2 separate regions of the Ovis aries genome follow, and region 2 is linked to region 1. A link is a contact called in public Hi-C data. All regions are on one chromosome and are shown on one strand. Each heading gives the region's core, a stretch centred on a gene start, on an enhancer-like site or on the middle of the called end of the contact. The rest is flanking DNA. Distances are from core to core; before and after follow the strand shown.

Region 1 (3,169 bases), core at 387-2,886:
TGTGGGTAAGGGTACACTGCAATGGACATTCATATACCAGAAAACATGGTATAGTTTTAAAAGATCAAACATGCTGTGAAGCTGCCCAAAACAGCTGACATTATATTAAGAGTTTTATTTCACTTTTTGTTCAGCAAACCCTTGTTGTGCATATATAATATACAAAGGACTTGGCTTGTTCCTGTGGATAGATTTGATGAGACAAAAAGCATGAAATCAGACTATCAGAGAGTTCACAAATGCAGTTAAGGTGTCACATTATGATTTTCTACAAGTCTGTGATTTTAACATAGAAGCTCAAGTCTCTCTACGTTGGCAGGATTCCAGAATTATTTTGAATGCATAAATCTCAAAATCTCTCCATCTGAGGTATCAAAATTCTTTATACAAAGCCAGAGTTAGAGGTGAGATATCAAAGAAGGGGCCTCCATTCTTCTGCTCAAAAAGATTACTAGGTCTTCTGAAGACCATCCTTTGTTCTGTCCACTTTGCAGTTCTACGATTCTTTGTTTCTCCCAATAGATTTTGTCTAATATATTGAGATTAACGGATAGTTTTTCTTGTTTACTCTGTTGAAATGATGAATTACATTGATATATTTTACAGTGATAAACTGATTTGCCGCTGTGGTAAGCCTACACGTTCAAGATATAGTAACCTCTTTTAACACATTGTTTTATTTGATTTGCTAAAAATTTTAGTGAGAAGGTTTGAATCTATGTTGATGAGTTACTGTTCTCTAGATTACTTCTCAGTTTATCTTCATCTGCATTGATATCCCAGTAATGTTACCCACATAGAACGTTAAGAAACATTTTCTCCTCCTCTATTCCTGAAAGAGAATGTGAAATTAGAATTATGTCTTCCTTAAGTATTTGGTGGAAATTTTCAGTGAAGATACTTGTAGTTTCCTTTGTGGGAGAACGTTTAACTATAAATTTAAAAATTTTTATGCCGTGTGTGTGTGCTTAGTCACTCAGTCAAGTCCAACTCTTTGAGACCCCATGGACTATAGCCTGCCAGGCTCCTCTGTCCACAGAATTTTCCAGGCAAGAATACTGGAGCCGGTTGCCATTTCCTTCTCTAAGGGATCTTTCAGATCTGCAAAGTGGACAGAACAAGGGATGGTCTTCAGAAGACCTAGTAATCTTTTTGAGCAGAAGAATGGAGGCCCCTTCTTGATATCTCACTTCTAACTCTGGCTTCGTATAAAGAATTTTGATACCTCTGATGGAGAGATTTTGAGATTCATGCACTCAAAATAATTCTCTTGTGTCTCCTGCATTGGCAGGCAGAATTCTTTAGCACTGAGCCACTGGGAATAGATATAGACTATTTAGTTTATGTCTTTATGAATAGTTTCTCTCCTCATCATAGATCCCATTTTCTTTATTTACTTGGTAATTTTTGACAGAAGCCAAGCATTGTGACTTTCAGCTTCTTGGGTGCTAAATATTTTTCTACTCCTGAAAATTTCTTTGAGGTATGCCTAAGATACTTGGAAACACTGATCTTTTGGGAGGTCTCAGAAAGTCCAGGAGACTGCATATCAGGCAGCCGTTTGGACTCACTAACAGTCTGTCAATACTGGCAAGGGGTTAAGGAACCACAGGCAAATCTGGACTTATCTCCTAGCTTGTTGACCAAGTCTGTAAACAAACCAGGCTTGTTTGCTTGTTATCACAGCAAGGTGAGCACTGAGGTTTGCAACAGAGAAAGATTTTTTTCATGAGGCAGCCAACTGAGGACACAGGAGAACAGATCTCAGAACTGCATCCCCAAAGGCCAAAGGCTCAAGATATTTATGATATGAAGAGGCAGAGTGGTCACAGGCATTTGGAAAGGGGATTGGAGGTGAGGTGAGGTCATTCATTTCTCTGAAGGCCCAGGTTTAGGGTTAGTGGACTCAATTAGTTTTAGCCAGGTGTATTGGGCAAGCGTTGACTCCAAACTTTTGGAAAACAACTTAAGCTCCCATTACTACAGTGACTCATGCATCAGAAGCATGATCTATAGCGGTGGTTAGAAATCTGATGATAAATTACCTAGGGTTCATGAAGTTTGGAGAATATGAATTAGAGAAAGGGGGAAAAAAATCAGCTGCCGCTGCTGCTGCTGCTAAGTCACATTAGTCGTGTCTGACTCTGTCCGACCCCATAGACGGCAGCCCACCAGGCTCCCCCATCCCTGGGATTCTCCAGGCAAGAACACTGGAGTGGCTTGCCATTTCCTCCTCCAATGTGTGAAAGTGAAAAGTGAAAGTGAAGTCGATCAGTCGCAACCCCATGGAGTGCAGCCCACCAGGCTTGAGTAGGTTTAATCAGTAAGGGCAGGTTACCAGCAGAGGGGTTTGTGAGCCGTTGGTCCCTTATCTGCTGTTCTATGAGACACACTCAATGAGTTCTGTTAAGTGCCGTCTTCCATTGGTTTCATAATTTCTCCCTCTTCATCCGCTTTTTCTTTCTAGTATCAAACTTTATGTGTTTCTCTGCTTCCTGTCCACTTTCTTTTTGTCCTATTCCTTATTTTATCTTTTTAAAAATGTAATTATCTACAGAAAACAGCTTTTAAAAGGCATCCATATATACACCTTATATACAAAAATGAAATATATATTACTAGTTTGCTGTGGTACAGAGCTTTCCTTAGGAGAGGAGGATGGCTCTGACGCTAGGAAAGATAGAGTAAGCATACTACATCTGGGCTCTTTCACTAAATGCACATTGAGAACTGGGGAAAAAAGTATGAAACAACTATTTTAGACTGTGAAAGTATATTACAGTAATATATTTACATGTCTAAAATCAATAGCAAAAAGTAGATGAGAGGGCTTCCCTGGTGGTCCAGTGGTTAAGAATCTGCCTTGCAATGCAGGGGACACTGGTGCAACTCCTAGTCCTGGAAGATCCCACATGTTGATGGGCAACCAAGTCTGTGCCCAACTGCTGAACCTGTGCTCTGGAGCCCACAGGCTGCAACTACTGAAGCCCTAGGGTTTAGAGCCTGTACTCCACAACATGGGCTTCCCTGGAAGCTCAGTTGGTAAGGAATCCACCTGCAATGCAGGAGAACCTGGTTCAGTTCCTGGATCCGAAAGATCTGCTGGAGAAGAGATAGGCTACCCACACCAGTATTCTTGGGCTTCCTTGGTGGCTCAGCTGGTAAAGAA
Region 2 (3,169 bases), core at 292-2,791, 49 kb before region 1:
TGGCCCTACACGACATGGCTCATAGTTTCATTGAGTTAGACAAATAGGAAAAGGAGTAAGTCAAAACCGTATATTGTCACCCTGCTTATTTAACTTACATGCAGAGAACATCATGAGAAATTCTGGGCTGGAGGAAGCTCAACCTGGAATCAAGACTGCCGGGAGGAATATCAATAACCTCAGATATGCAGGTGACACCACCCTTATGGCAGAAAGTGAAGAAGAACTAAAGAGTCTCTTGATGAAAGTGAAAGAGGAGAGTGAAAAAGTTGGCTTAAAGCTCAGCATTCAGAAAACTAAGATCATGGCATCCAGTCCCATCACTTCATGGCAAATAGATGGGGAAACAGTGGCAATAGTGGCTGACTTTATTTTGGGGGGCTCCAAAATCACTGCTGATGATGACTGCAGCCATGGAATTAAAAGACGCTTACTCCTTGGAAGAAAAATTATGATCAACCTAGATAGCATGTTAAAAAGCAGAGACATTACTTTACCAACAAAGTCCATCTAGTCAAGGCTATGGTTTTTCCAGGGGTCATGTATGGATGTGAGAGTTGGACTGTGAAGAAAGCTGAGCACCGAAGAATTGATGCTTTTGAACTGTGGTGTTGGAGAAGACTCTTGAGAGTCCCTTGGACTGCAAGGAGACCCAACCAGCCCATCCTGAAGGAAATCAGTCCTGAATATTCATCAGGAGGACTGGTGCTGAAGCTGAAACTCCAATACTTTGGTCACCTGATGTGAAGAACTGACTCATTTGGAAAGACCCTGATGCTGGGAAAGATTGAAGTTGGGAGGAGAAGGGGACAACAGAGGATAAGACTACTGGATGGCATCACCAACTCAATGTGCATGAGTCTGAGTAAACTCTGGGAGTTGGTGATGGACAAGGGGGCTTGGCATGCTGCAGTCCATGGGGTCGCAAAGAATCAGACAGGACTGAGCGACTGAAATGAACCGAACCGAATTTTTACCCTCATCAAGAAGCTCTTTAGTTCTTCTCCACTATCTGCCATTAGAGTGGCATCTGCAAATCTGGTATTGATATATTGATATTTCTCCCAGCAGTAATGATTTCAGTTCATGATTAATCCAGACTGGCATTTCACATGATGTACTCTGCATATCAGTTAAATAAGCAGAGTGACAACATACACCCTAGTTGTTCCCCTTTCCCAACTTTGACCCAGTTAGAAATTGCACCACATGCCACTTTAACTAAAACCAAAGGATTGTATTTTCTTAAGTAGTGTGTTGTTACAGAACAAACAATTAAAACAAAATTTGTTTTCTGCTCTTTCCTAGAATAGTCCTTATGTCTCTCCAGTTCCATTTTTTAGAAATGACTGAAGACTGTGTAGCTTACTCTAAGGTTATTCAGAGGTCATGTACATGACAAAGTCCTATGCTAGTTTCACAGAATCACAAAGGACAAACACATTCAGAAAGTAAATCTTTAAACAGATTTAATGTTCATCAGATAGATATCTTTGGTAAATAATTTTCTCTATAACTTTGCTAAAAAGCAACCACCCCCATGCTTTCAAAAGGACTAGGGAAACTGATTCCATTGCTCTGTTACAGTAGTGAGGTGGGTTAGACCCAGGCATGAGAAACTGGCATGAGGTCACATAGACTTAGCGTGAATTAAAGAAAACATTTTCTCCCTTTGAACTTCTCTCTGTAAAGTCATTTTGACTCCTCTTGAATATCATCTATTCACAATGGCCTTTGAGGAGCTTCTGGATAAAGTTGGTGGCCTGGGGAAATTCCAGATCCTTCAGATGGCTTTAATTCTCCCTTCTCTCATGGTAGTAGTCTGTCACTCACTGTTGGAGAACTTCACTGCAGCCGTTCCTGGTCATCGCTGCTGGGTCCACATTCTCGATAATGCCACTGTCTCCGATAATGACACTGGGATCCTCAGCCCTGATGTCCTCCTGAGACTCTCCATCCCAGTGGATTCAAACCTGAAGCCAGAGAAGTGTCGTCGTTTCCTCCACCCCCAGTGGCAGCTCCTTCACCTGAATGGGACCTTCCCCAACATGACTGACCTGGACACGGAGCCCTGTGTGGATGGCTGGGTGTACGACCACAGCTTGTTCTCCTCCACCATCGTGACTGAGGTAAAGGCCCCATTTACTTCTTGTAAGTGTAGGTGTATGCTCGGTCATGTCCTGAACATACAGTCGCGTCCTGAGTCATATCCTGTTTGAAAGTAAAAGTTAGTCATTCAGTCGTGTCCAACTCTTTGTGACCCCATGGACTATAGCCCACCAGATCCCTCTGTCCATGGAATTCTCCAGGCAAGAATACTGGAGTGGATTGCCATTACCTTCGCCAAGGGATATTCCCGAGCCAGGGATCGAACCCAGTGCTCCCTCATTGCAGACAGAATCTTTACCAACTGAGCCACCAAGGAGTGCTCCTATCCTGTTTAGAATAACATAAATTAAACAGGGTTCAAGTCTTCAGTCACTGAATAGATAATGCAGCCAGCTTCCTTTCATACTTTTAGTAAGTAGTGATCGATTATCTTTTTAATTGCCAAGCACTTTATTCTTTTTAATTTATTTAATTGGAAGATAATTACTTTACAATATTGTGATGGTTTTTGCCATATATCTGTATGAATTGGCCATAGGTATACATGTGTCCCCTCCATTCTGAAGCCCCCTCCTATCTCCCTCCCCACCCTATCCCACCAGGTTGTCACAGAGCACTGGCTTTTCATGTCCTGTGTCATACATCAAACTCACACTGGTTATCTATTTTACATATGGTAATTTTAAAAACCCAGGAATAATCAAATGAGACTTAAATAAACTTAAAAGCCTTTGCACAAAGAAGGAAACTATAAGCAAGGTGAAAAGACAGCCCTCAGAATGGGAGAAAATAATAGCAAATGAAACAACTGACAAGAATTAATCTCCAAAATACACAAGCAGTTCATGCCACTCAATACCAGAAAAACAAACAACCCAATCAAAAAGTGGGCAGAGGCTGAGAATAAGATGGCAGAGGAGTAGGTGGAAGTGGAGTACATCTCTCTCCATGGATACATCAGGAATACACCTTCAGACACAGAAGTGCATGCAGAATACCAGCTGAGAGCAGGCAGGAGCACCTGACCAGTGGAAAAGAATATATAAAACCATGCAAAACT

What was found. A called contact is a pair of places that touch in the nucleus more often than the background predicts.
Region 2: a contact with region 1 is called in a Hi-C map of liver, with 4 times the contacts expected there. The contact joins the promoter of LOC101118064 here to the enhancer-like site in region 1. A contact is called at or near these places in 2 of 16 Hi-C or Micro-C datasets (liver and mixed tissues).

What each region holds. Positions count from the first base shown.
Region 1 is chr21:37,914,103-37,917,271 of ARS-UI_Ramb_v3.0, reverse strand. No RefSeq gene overlaps it. Among named protein-coding and RNA genes, the nearest start is that of SLC22A8, 64 kb to the right of the region's middle. Within about 2 kb of position 1,636, at least 1 of the 54 cell types and tissues checked has an H3K27ac peak or open chromatin away from gene starts, as enhancers often do. A contact at or near this core is called in liver, where this site is marked.
Region 2 is chr21:37,963,358-37,966,526 of ARS-UI_Ramb_v3.0, reverse strand. LOC101118064 (solute carrier family 22 member 10-like) reads left to right here and starts at 1,541. Exons shown (of 8, transcript XM_060404305.1): 1 at 1,541-2,129. The coding sequence starts at 1,728.